Regions from separate parts of the Mus musculus genome. Here all the other regions are linked to region 1. Evidence: chromatin contacts called from public ChIA-PET data. All regions are on one chromosome and are shown on one strand. Each heading gives the region's core, a stretch centred on a gene start, on an enhancer-like site or on the middle of the called end of the contact. The rest is flanking DNA. Distances are from core to core; before and after follow the strand shown. Region 1 holds the start of C030034L19Rik (RIKEN cDNA C030034L19 gene). Region 2 has its middle 21 kb from the start of Gm41996. Region 3 overlaps Zfp704 (zinc finger protein 704).

Evidence for each region. ChIA-PET counts read pairs in DNA pulled down with a chosen protein or histone mark.
Region 2: a contact with region 1 is called in an RNA polymerase II ChIA-PET map of memory CD8 T cells, with 24 read pairs. The contact joins the enhancer-like site here to the promoter of C030034L19Rik in region 1. A contact is called at or near these places in 1 of 484 Hi-C or Micro-C datasets (regulatory T cells), 2 of 115 datasets of contacts at active chromatin or transcription factors (CD8 T cells and memory CD8 T cells) and 1 of 9 other capture datasets (macrophages).
Region 3: a contact with region 1 is called in an RNA polymerase II ChIA-PET map of memory CD8 T cells, with 47 read pairs. The contact joins the enhancer-like site here to the promoter of C030034L19Rik in region 1. A contact is called at or near these places in 2 of 39 promoter capture datasets (the C10 cell line and macrophages), 4 of 484 Hi-C or Micro-C datasets (CD4 T cells, bone marrow-derived macrophages, embryonic stem cells and 1 more), 1 of 115 datasets of contacts at active chromatin or transcription factors (memory CD8 T cells) and 1 of 9 other capture datasets (embryonic stem cells).

Annotation. Positions count from the first base shown.
Region 1 is chr3:9,401,326-9,405,465 of GRCm38.p6, forward strand. C030034L19Rik (RIKEN cDNA C030034L19 gene) reads left to right here and starts at 1,695. Exons shown (of 4, transcript NR_160691.1): 1 at 1,695-1,914; 2 at 3,493-3,604.
Region 2 is chr3:9,151,933-9,156,072 of GRCm38.p6, forward strand. No RefSeq gene overlaps it. Among named protein-coding and RNA genes, the nearest start is that of Gm41996, 21 kb to the right of the region's middle. Within about 2 kb of position 2,454, at least 158 of the 459 cell types and tissues checked have an H3K27ac peak or open chromatin away from gene starts, as enhancers often do. A contact at or near this core is called in CD8 T cells, memory CD8 T cells and regulatory T cells, where this site is marked.
Region 3 is chr3:9,548,283-9,552,422 of GRCm38.p6, forward strand. All of the region lies in intron 2 of Zfp704 (zinc finger protein 704), which reads right to left. Among named protein-coding and RNA genes, the nearest start is that of Zfp704, 60 kb to the right of the region's middle. Within about 2 kb of position 1,804, at least 52 of the 459 cell types and tissues checked have an H3K27ac peak or open chromatin away from gene starts, as enhancers often do. A contact at or near this core is called in bone marrow-derived macrophages and memory CD8 T cells, where this site is marked.

The sequences.
Region 1 (4,140 bases), core at 445-2,944:
ATGGGTGTCAGGCTGCTCTGACACAAAACAGAGAAGGAAAGGGGAGCTATTATGTTGTAAAATATTGATTTGGATGTTTATTGGCTTGTTTATTTGTTTATTTTGCTGCAGAGAAATGAGAACTGGAAAGAGCATACTGGATATCAGCTAATGTTTTCTGAGCTTCAAATGCTCTCACGGTTTTGGTCTGTAAGTTGTCCCCGGTGATGTTTAAGTCTTGTTTGTTTTGTTTTGAGACAGGTAAGACAGGGTTTCTCCAGGTACTCCTGGCTGTCTTAGAACTCATCGTGTAGACAGGCTGGCATCTAGCTCTGCTCCACCTGCCTCTTCCTGGGATTAAAGGTATGCACCACTGCCTGGCCTGATGGGTAATCTTGACTGGACTAAAAGATGCCCCAGTAAAGCCTGCTTCTGGCTGTGTCTGCCACAGGGCCTGCTACACGGGACAATACATAAGTGAAGGCAGTGTCACCCTACAGGCTGCAGTCAGATAATCTGACCCTCCTCGTCTACCCCATCCTGCTGCCTTACCACAGGCCAGGAGGCAGTGGGGCCCAGGCTGAACCCTCTGAAATCATGCTACAAAGGAAATCTCTTGGGCTCTAAGTAGCTTTTCTCAGTCATTTGTCACAGCAGTGGGTGTCTAACTAAACGGCCCCGCTCCTTTCACTGTCCTTCTGGACCCTTGGACCGGTCAGTTCTTTATGATCTCATTACAAATGCCCGACATCTCAGGGAAGACAGGAGAGCAAGGCCTCCTCAGAGCACAGAGGGGTTGACACGGGTCCAGAACTTTTATACTGCAAGTCTCTGGTGGCTCCCCGCCATTTAAAAGCATGTGTAGTGTTTGGCTCTGAGTTATCTGGCTGTGACATCTGTCACCTCACTGATCGCAGGGTTGATTTGACTGATCTGGCTGGCTAGGCAGGGGTCTAGCCCTTCCCTTGCTGCTCCATGTTCACCTCTTCTGAAGCTGTGTGCTTGATAGCCTTCCCCAGCATAAGTCTGCTCTTCAAGGGTATACGAATAGCTGTGCTTGGCCCTCTCTGCTGGCTAGTTATTGTTGACTAACCCTCTCCACCAGAGTATCATGTCTGTGAAACATATTATCATTTCTATTGATATGGGAGGGCCTAGCGCACTGTGGGTGGTGCCATCCCTAGGCAGGAGGACCTGAGCTGTAAGAACTTTAGCAGAACAAGCCCAGGAGAGCAAGTCAGTAATGAGTACTCCTTTGTGGGTTTTGCTTCCGTCCTGCCTCCAGGCAGCCACCTTGAGTCCCTCTTGATGGAATATAAAACTGTAAGCTGAAACACTCGCCCCATCCACATGGGTTTAGTCAGGGTTTTATACCATCAGCGGAAAATCAAATAGAATAATCTCCAAACAAGTGCCCAACTGTGGATCAGTATAGTTGAAATTGCACATAGAAATCCTATGGAAAAATTGTATTTTTTACATTAAACTCTTTGGTTTAGCTTTTATAGCCTTGATTTGAGAAATCCTTTTGGTTTCCCAAAGATTCATGCATTTTATCACTTAGAACGTTTTGGAGCCTGGACTTGATTCAGTCAAACTCTCTTTGAGTCTTTGGCTGGTTTCCACAGTGGGCTATTACCATTTCCTGCTGCAGGAAGGCAGTGCCTTATGCTGGAACTAGATCACAGAAAACCTGCAATAGCCACTTCCTCCAGGCACTCGTGTGTCAGCAAAAGCTGAGTCCCCAGCAACCGCCTCCGAGCCTTCCCCTTTGTTTCCCTCAGTGATGCTAGGGTCTTGAAACTCAGCCCAGTACAATCATTGGTGTTTGAGCTGGCAACTGGGGGTCTAATTGCCAACTAAGATGGATATCTCTGGCTCTGGAGAAACAGCTGGGATAGGACATTGTTGCTTCTCTGCGGCAGGCAGCTCATGGTAAGTAGGCACTGTGGGCATGGGGCAGCTCGAGGTTCAGCAGGATCCTCAACGGCACCACGGCATTAAACAGAGGGACCCATCAGTTAATTCTAGGGGTTAATATGTAATTTCTCAGAAGTGAGATCCAAAGGTGGTTTTGCTCTGTTTTGCCTTTTAAGTTCCAGGCCTGTGGTTGGTTAGATACCATCATTAGAAGGATGCTCCGGGGCTGAACAAACAATGATGAGCAATTATCTGGGTCTGCAAAGCAGATGTGTTTAGGAGAGATTGGAGGCAAACTGTGTATAAACTCTGACAGTTATCCAATTGTCATGCTCTGGAGCTGGGGATAGAAGCTGTGCAAAAACTTGTGAGAATGACCATGATAACAAGGCAGGCAACATATGGTGGCTGGGCAGTGAGAAAGGAACTGGCTACCATGAAGTCTCATGGGTACTGACTTTAAGATGTACCAGGGATATGTCAGGAAAGGGGGAACAAAATGTGTTTCCTTCTTAAAGAAAACAAATGAAAGGACCTTGGCTTAGTATACTAGCCTGTTTGCCTGGAAACCTGATAGAAATAGATGTGAGCTGTGTTGCCAGGCAACAGGGCTTATAGAGAGAATGACCTATGACTGACTGGCCAGCCTCATAGGAACTGAGGGAGGCCATGAAGAAACATAACTGATATGATAACCCCGAGCTTTCTCAGTGCAGTGACTTGCCACTGGGCACTTCCCTGGATGAGGCCAGGGAGTTCTGGCTGTGGGATCCTAGTGGCAGGAGGAGTCTGATGCTACAGTCCTCACCCTTGACCTTTGACTTAGCTCTGAAAACGAGTCCTTGGTCTCTGGGACTCTTTCTGCTATTTCCTCTACATTGTCCAGGGGAGCTATCACTGGGCAAGGTGTCTTGGATTCTGAAAGATCTTTCTAGCTGAGACTAAGCCTGTTAAGAGTATATATGGTAAGAAGAAAAATACTGGGATTATTTCTCTATTGTAGGCAAGAGATCAAACAAACAAACCAACAAAAATGTGAAGATTTCTTTGTCCTTGTTAAAGACAGCAATATCCTGGTGTGATGTGATGACCCCACCAATAAGCCAACATATGCCCTTAGCATCCAGGACAGCCAGTGTCTGATGGTGTGTTATGCTTAGTCAAGAACTATTGGGAAGCTGATATCAATACTCAGTTACCTTATTTCAAGCCTCGTGTGAGTTATCCGGGCAGATACACATCAGTCTAACCCTTCCCTCAAGCAATCTGCATCTGCTTTGACGGAGACCCCTTAGGACTTTGTCATTTTGTAAGGGAGGGGAATGGTGAATGGATAGTTACTCTTAGAGTAGCAGAAGTAAGCCTTCTGTTGGGGGCCACTTTAGATAAAGTGTCCATTTGTTTTTCCACAAGCTCATGCCCGAATGCTCCAATCAGCTCATCTTCTGCCTACTCTGTAATTATCATCATCGCCATCACTTCCATTATCATCGTGGTCAATATTATCATAGTTTACAGTATTTTCTGGGAACTGTCATAAACACTTTATTTAGATAATCTTACTAAATTACCAAAATTGCCCCCATTCTGCAGATGCAAATGCCGAGTTTGGACCAATAGGATTCAAACCTTGGTGGCTGCCTCCAGCATGCACTCTTTGCACTGCTCTGCTTCCTCCTGCCACTCTGGTGACATTTGCGTGGAGGTGAGGTGCCCTGTGGGTTTTATATGCCTGAGCCATAAAAAGTTAATGAACTGAGTCCTGTATCTGCCTGGACATAAGATGAATTCTTCAAATGTTTTATATACACTGTGGATTTAGGTCAGATGTTGTACAAATATATGTCTCACTTGGAAATGGGCTATATAGAAGTTACAAAATGTTCTTTCCTGCACAGGACTTTAAAGATGCACATTAATAAACAGACTACTAGATCCAAGTTTAGAAATTAATATCTAACATATTCCTGTTAAGACTCTGCAAATGGGACTTCTTTTAACTTCAGTGAATGTGTGCAAGCTTAATTTTATTTCATTCTTTTGGAAAAATCTTAGAAATTTTATTTTGAACTTTACGTCTTAAAAGAGAATGTTCTGCAGATTTTTAAAAACACTGAATTTTATGAAGCACAGGAAAGCAGAAAGCTATTTAAGCCGTCCAGTTTTGCTTGGAATTGTCCCAAGATTCCAAGGAAGCTTATTTCTGGTCTTGGGGCTGTCCTGGTCCTCTGCAGCTGACAC
Region 2 (4,140 bases), core at 1,204-3,703, 250 kb before region 1:
TTTAAAAAGATTTGTTTTAAATTGTGTGTTTGTGTGTGTGTCTGTGTGGGGAGGGGCAGGATATCCCCAAGTCCAGGGACCCCCCGGGGGTCTGGATGCACATGGAGCTGGAGTCGCAGGCTGCTGGGAACTGAACCCTGGTCCTCTGTGAGAGTGCTGCATGCTTTAATCATTGAGCAGACTCTCTCCTGCCCAAGAAAACTCTTTATATATTGTTAACACACGTCCTTCAATAGATGATTGCACTCTAAGTATGTTCTTCAGTTCCTAAATTGCTTTTGGTTTTCTTAGTGTCCTGAAGAGCACACATTTAAAATGCCTTGAGAAAGTCCAAATCAATGGGGTTTTTCTCTCTTATTATTCAAACTCCTAAGAAACTGTGGCTTTCACACACTTATAAAGATATTTATTCTCTTATAAAGCACTGCATATTTGTTTATTTAATTTGTCTCCATTCACTTTCACAAAGTTATAAAGTAGTACAAGGTGCTGGAGAGCATTGGAATAAAACCAACTGACTCATCCGGGATGCTGGCACTCTCCTGCCAGCCCAGCAGTGGGAGGTGAAGCAAGCCCTCTCCCCCCTCTCCCCCCCCTCCTCTCCCTTCCCCTCCTCCTCACTCCCCCTCTCTCATCCCTCCCCACTCTCTCCCTCCCCTCCCCCTCTTTCCCTCTCTCCCTTCCTCATTTTGGTTCTTAGACAAGATCTCATATGTAGCTAAAGCCAGCCTCAAACTTCTCGGTACTGGGATTTTAGGTGTGAGCTACCATGCCCACCTTTGCTGGTGAGTTTCCTATGAGACCATATGATAAACACACTGGTGATAGAAATGCACACACTAGTGATAGAAACACTGGTGATAGAAACACTGGTGATAGAAACACTGGTGATAAACATGCTGGTGAGAGAGACACTGGTGAGAGAGACACTGGTGAGAGAGAGAACAAAGGCGCACACAAAAGGCCCTGATTGACCCATCACAGCAGCTCTCTGCCTGTTCTCAGGCTCATCAGTGAACTAGTGAACATACTGTCCCTGAGCTAGACCTGCGCACACAGAAGACCTTCACCCTCGATGCCATTGTCACGCCTAGCCAGCAGCACATGCGAGCCCTAGTCAGATGCTGGAAGCATCCCTGTGGGTACTCCTTGCTGTTATAGGAGCATTCCTCATATCTCAATAAGCCCCATGCTTTACTGCTGGCGGTATACATTCCTAACAAAAGGTTGGGGGTGTTTATAGTTTGTTGGAGCTATGTGTCAACAGATTCCTTCCAAACTTCTAAGAAGAGCATTACCTCAAATTATTTTTACCACAAAAAGACCATCTTTAAAAAATGGTCTTCTGGTTGCTGCTGTTTCTGTTTCAAACGGTCAAGTGTAGAAGAGTTTGGTGAGTTTGCAGCTCCTGCTTGCCTGGACTCTTCTCATTCTGGGCCATGCCAACCACGGTCTGGTCCCACCGTGGGACTCAGGACAAATGGACTTACCTGGCACTCTCCTTTTTCAGTCAAGAAGGTTTTGAAATTTATAGCTTAGATGCTCTCAGCCTAGATAGCAACATACCTGCATCTCCCATATTATTTGTATGTCATTTTTAATGTTGTTAGTTTTTCAGGCTTAGATTCCTGGGTCAAATATTTAATAAGTGATCTGGGCTCAAAGGCTGGTTTAATAAGACATTTAAATTGGCCACTGAAAAAGGTGGTTCTGGATCCTTGTGAAAATTGCTAAGCTACAAGCTCAAAAGCCTCTTTATGTCTTCTGAGGTGACTTCCCCAAAGAATGTAAACACAGAAGACTGACTTTGAGGTCAGGAGGTTTCAATGATAAAGGGACTTTTGCTGTCTGATCCCTAAGCTGCATTGCTTGGTGCGGCTTCTCTGCTGAGACATCCTGAGAGTATCAGATGACTCACTCAGGCCTGACTGATTTAACCACACACAGCTCACACAGATCGGCTCCTGCTGTATACTCAGTCGGATGCTTGGATGCCTGCCTGCTCCTGAATTACTTTTTTTCTCTCTCTCCATGCTTGCCCAGGGTATGACATTTTTTCCCCCAGAGACAGGACAACCGGTACTTGGCATAAAAGAAGAATTCCACTTTCCGATGACACAGGGACATGGATATCTCTGGGTGTCAACAAGCAAGTCTTTCTATTTCTCCCTCTCCCATTTCAACAGATCTCATAGTTTCTAAGCATGGGCACGGCACGTAAAGGGTCTGTGCCAATCCATGTTGCCCTTGGTGAGGTAAAGCCTACTTCTACTGGCTTGTTCTGGAGTATAGTGGGTTATGCCCTGGAAAAGGCTGTCACTTCTCTGAGCTGAGATCAAACCCAGGGCCTCACAGGCTCTAAGCCAGCGCTCCACCTCTGAGCTCTGCTCACAGTTCAGTTACCTAGTTTAACTCGATTGTCTCCTACTTCCTGTAATCTGCTCTCTGCTGCAGAAGAGGTGGAAAGAAGAAAAGTGAAACAGAAAGTAAGAGGTGGTGGTGTGGAAAGGGATGCGGGAGGCAGTACTGAAGGCCAGGTACAGTACAGGAGGGTGAAAGGGTCCCGAGCTCCGGCCTTCATGCCCACCCCAAACCCCTCCCAACCATTTTAAGCACAGTGCACAGGCCTGCGCTTATCGATATACAGCCTGAAGCTGTTGTTCTCCATCGGAACTGTTTAAATGTCATCTAGAAGGTTCTGAAGCTGCCTAGTGTAGTACCACGCCCTAACTTTAGTCAGGATGGCTTAATGGGTGAAATGCAGATGGGGCAGCATCTTTACAAACACTTCACCAGGGTCAAGTCCTAGGGGAGCTTCAGGGGTCCTTAAAAGTGGGGACCCCCACTTTGCATCTTCTCCTTGGGAGGCTGGGAAAGTCCTAAAGGCTGTTCAGCAAAGACGAAATCCCCACTTCTGTTTTGTGAAAAGGAAAGAGGAGCTGGGGGTGGTCGCCCTGGGAAGCCCCTAGCTCACAGAATTCTCCTAACCTCTCCACAGTTGCTGCCACTGGGGGCCTCCCAATGGGTGGGAACACTGCTTCTCCTGGCTCCTCAAAGCCTTTCAGGACCTTTGGAGATTTTACAATGGACCTTTTCTCAAGCGAGATTTCAGAGAAGCTGTCCCGTGATTTTCTGATTTGGCATGGATTGAGACCTGTCTGTCCAGCAGTGCGAGGCTTCTGTGGGGTTTGTAGTGCATTTCTTCAGCATAATCATAGTATGGTTTACAAGTGTCATGGGTGCAGACAGAATGCAATCCGCTTTAACACTGCGTTTGCACTGTCAAGGTCTTGGGGCAGTTAGAACCTTTCTAGCAGAGTGCTCTCCTGAAAGCAGGGACATTCAAAAACGCATAGTTGAGTGCACTCTACAGACTGCAAATCACTCTTGAGAGACACAATGTTAATATGGTATAGTTTAGATAAGTTTTTCGATCTAGAACTGATCCCCGTTGAGAAGTGACTCACCTGGGGCTGGGATATAGCTCAGTGATAGACCTGACCTGTAACTGTGTGTGGGCCCTGGGTCCCATTGCTAGAACTCAAAATGAGTGAATAAGTGAATGAATGAATGAATGAATGAATGAATGGAGGAGTGGGGGAAGAAGAATAGATCAACTTTATTTTTTCATTTTAGAAATGTATAGAGAAAATGATGCACGTCTTTAATCCCAGCATTCAGGCGGCAGATGGATCTTTGAGTTCAAGGCCAGTCTGATTCACAGAGTGAATTCTAGGACAGCCAAGGCTACACAGGGAAACCCTACCTTGAACAAAATAAAAACTAAATAAATAAAAAAACAAAAAAACAAAAAACAAAAGTCCCACTGGGTGGTGGCGGCCCATGCCTTTAGTCACAGCACTCAGGGTCTCTGTGAGTTTAGGGCCAGTGTCTACAGATCTTGTTAGGAGTAGCGCTTCACACAGTCACAAAAGCCTACATTGTCTCAGACCCTCGGTGTGTTTAGTGTGTTCTGTTCAAAACAAAACAAAAATCAAACCAATATAGCACCAGCTGTGTGTGTGCTGCTGCATACCATTCTGGAACTGAGACGGGAGGAACAGCACCTGCTTTTAGTTTAACAGTTTTGTGTGTCACTACATTGTGTGTGTGTGTGTGTGTGTGTGCGCGCGCGCGGCA
Region 3 (4,140 bases), core at 554-3,053, 150 kb after region 1:
GGGACATCCTGGAAACATTTGGAGATGGGAGCCTGTCGTGAGTGAGTCACTATACAGAGGGGCTTGGAAACCCTGCCTTGTCCCGGCTCCTCCTCCCCCTTTCCATCTGCGTCAAGCCACGACGAAGACACTCGTCTTCCACCAGCAAGCTCTGTCCCAGTGTGCAGTGGGACTGAGCCATCCCAAAGCACGAGTTAAGTCACTTCTTTTCTCGCCAAGATTATTCATTCCGAGTATTTTGTCACAACAATGAGAAAGCTAATTAGTGTATGCTGGGACCTTTCCAATTGTCAGATGCTATCTAGTAATTCCTATCAAAAAGTTTCAAGGAATAATTTCTTTTTTTTTCCCCCTCCCGAGACAGGGTTTCTCTGTGTAGCCCTGGCTGTCCTGGAGCTCACTTTGTAGACCAGGCTGGCCTCGAACTCAGAAATCCTCCTGCCTCTGCCTCCCAAGTGCTGGGATTAAAGGCGTGCACCACCACGCCTAGCACAAGAAATAATTTCAACACTGTGCTATGCTGCAGTTTTAAATGCTGAGCCATTTCAGAGCTAAATTTACTTTACAAATCTAGACTTTCAAATGAATGCTGCTTTCTCTCCAGACTGGAGCTAGGGACAAATTCTGGTGTCTCATTTGTACACAAGCCTAACTGTTCTAAGTGATAAACACAAAATAAGGAACAGAAATGGAGGATGTCTTTCTGGTTTTACCAATAATATATAATAAGTAGAGCTTAACCCATCTTTTTATTGGAGGGTCTGTCTTTGCCTCTAATGTCTAACTGTTAGGGTTTCAAGGCCCTCAACATACCAGAAAGTTATGAAGCAATGTAAGGCGGAGTGACAAAGGGCCCGCTCCCAATGATACTGCACTGCAGCCTTCAGCAGTCAGGAGCCCCCTGCCACAATTCCGCTGCAGGTGCCAAGGCACTGAGGCCGTCACAGAGACGCCAAGCCTGACACGATGTAAGTCATGGGAAACATTATCTGTAGAGATTTGACTTTACAGAAAAAAAAACAAGTCCTGGAGAGTCAAGACTTGACCCCATCTTTCTCACTGTTTTGTTTTTTCCTGAATGCTCGTGGAGTCTTTTTCTTTGTTAATTACACATATATGTGTCCATGTTTTAAATATATAAGCTCAACTTGCTCAGTCCGTATAACATCACTTGTACATGTGTGCTCAGGGATGACCGTTTGGTATGGACCGGAGTGCTCGTCCCTGAGTCAGACCATTTCCCCCACTCACAGTTTCCTTAGTTGCCCATAGTCCTTTCGAGGCCTCAAGAGCGACCCCTTCCCCACTTACGTTAGCATGTCTAGTGGTAGTGTCTTGTTCAATTCATGTTTAGACGGCCATGTCAGAGAGACTTCATGGGTATAGCAGCATCTCAGACACTTTAAGGAGATGCAATCTTACATCAAACTTCCTGTTTTTCCGGGGGTGAGGAGGTCATTCTTTAGATTAAGCATCACACATTCCAAAACACAAATTTAAATCTGACAAGAGCAACAGTGCTGGGTTTTCCTCACGGCCAGACAGACATGGCAACAGGCTTGCTTTCATTTGTAACTGTTCAGCCCTGCCAGAGGATTCACCCAGCTCGCAGGCACCTACATGTGGCCGCTTACCACACTAGGCTTCAGCCTGTGACTCCGTCCACCTTTGCTTGACTTTGCCATCATCACTGCCACCATCAAACAGCACTGTTGCATTCTGACTACAGAGAAGTGTCCTCCTCAGTGGAGAAAGACCACAAGTTAGGTGATAGGTGGCAGGTTTCCTGGGCAGAGGCACAGAGCAGCAGCTTTTCCGTCCTAACAAGAAGGGAAGCTCTGTGCATATCAGCACAGGAAGTCATGCACAGTGTGGTAACATTTGAAAAAACATTTGAGTCTATTATTCTAATCTAAATTTAGCCTTCATTCACACCAGGTTTTCCCATCTTTTAAATAAAGGGGATGAAGAAGATGACATTTAATATGCTCAAAAAGCTCTTTTCTCTGGGATCTAGGGTTGACTTTGGTCAGTACTGCAAGCAGCACACTTAGCTCTGCCAGGGCACACAGCATCTCCAGGATGCACCTCGTAGGCATCAGAGAAACTGAAGAGTCCTACTGTTCTTGAAGCCTACTGCAGAGGAACTGAGAACATTTGTGTTGTTTTCTTATGTAGGTTAATTACAAGCAATAAGATTAATATCGTTAAATAGCTCAGGGCTTGGGAAGTAAAAAGACAACAAACATTTGAACATCAAATGTTTACCACTTCTGTTTTTAGGAAAATGCACCCTTCCCTCTCCCAGGAAGACTGGGTCTTCCGAGGCTAAGTAAAAGCAGATGGGAGTTTTAATAATGTGAAGAGAAAACCCCATGCCCAACTACCAACACAGGAGAAGGAAAGGACTCTGCCTGACGCTGACTGGCCTGATACAGAATAGGGCTGACAGGAACATCCTTCACTGCAGATACTGGGTCACTGTAGGTGTGGCATCTGTTGGACACCGTGTATACACAAAGCAATGGTTTCTCAGCTTTGCACAGGTCCCCGAACATCAAGAACTGAGAAACCGAATGCTACAGCTTTGCTAAGCAATCAAGCACACTTTCAAACTGGTATGTTTCACTCGAGAGCAAAGGAAGTCATATCTGCTCAGCCCAACTGGGCTCATCCACACAGCAAGCACTGGAATGCCAACATAGAAACATTCCTCCACTCTCAGAGATGGCAACACAAGGGAGACTAGTGCTGAGCTCTGAGCCCAAGACACTACACATGCCAGTGACAAGCCATGAAACCCGTTCCTTAGTGATGCATTGGCCTGGTTTCCTCCTGCCCAGAGAGCAGAGGACAACCCAGGTGTCACACTCTGGTGGTTTATCAACTAGTTTGCCAGTGCTGTGTGGTTTGTCATACAAAAGATGAATGAGACAGAAATCCCTCAAAGTCTCTTGTGTCAGCCAAGAACTTGGTTCATCATGTAAGGCAACACTTCTCCAGTGAGGGATGCCAGGTTTTACTTTATTAAAAACAAACAAACAAACAAACAAAACAATGAGAAGGAAACACAGATTTTAAATATAGAGGCCATGGGCAGCCCAGTACAACTGTTACTTCTATATCTCCAATTAATCATGCAATAAAAAGACCTGGCCTGCTGATACACCAACATTTAGAGCAGAAAATACATGAGCTAGTTTAGCTATAAGCGGTCAGTCCTGATTTGTGTATTTTCATTCTCAGAGTAGCTGAAGTACAACACTCCTAATTACTGATGAGAGACAACCTCTTCTTATGTCTCCTACGTAGAGGTACTAACCATATATACTAACTTTGTAATTTAAGGAGCAAACACCAAGAAAACAGGTGAATGTTTTTAAAAACAAAAAAGGCTTTTGCTTTTGTGTCTGTCTGTCTGCCTGCCTGCCTGCCTGTCTGCCTGTCTGCATGTGAGGGTGTGGTGTATTGCACAGTGTGCACACACCTGCATACACATGTGGAGGGCAGAGGAAGCTGTTAGGTATCCATCAGTTCTCTATACTCTGCTCCCTTACAAAGGGGTCTCTCACTGAACCTGAAGCTAGGCTGGCAGACAGCACTCTACAGTGATCTTCCTACCTCCCTCTCTCACCAGCTAAGGTCAGAGGGGCGTATCTGTATATGTATCCAGCCTTTATCCAAGTGCTAAGATTCAAACTCTTGGTGGCTCACACTTGTGGAGTGTGTCCTTAGTCACTGAGTCATCTCCCGTGTGTGGCCCCTCACCTCCCTTTTGCCTTTTAATCTTTTTTTAAGCTCGAGCCTGATTCTGAGAGGGAAACCACTGGCTTTAGTGTCACAGAACTGTGGGAAAGAAGGCTTGGTAGTGACCTAGAGCACAGATAGGCGTAGCTGACATTGTTTTCACACTGTAGGACATGAGAAGGGCCTTGCTTGCTCATACAGGTGTGAGCTGACACAAAGGCAGACTCCGAGGCCAGAGAGCAGCAGAGCCAGGCACTGAGCCTCTCCTGACCATGGGTTCTGTTTCCTATGCTACCTTTTCTCAGGGGTAGACACACTTCACATGCTCTTCCGCTTTGCAATGGCGTCCCTCTGCAACTGCAAGTAGACGTCTCCACTGTGGGCTGTACTTTG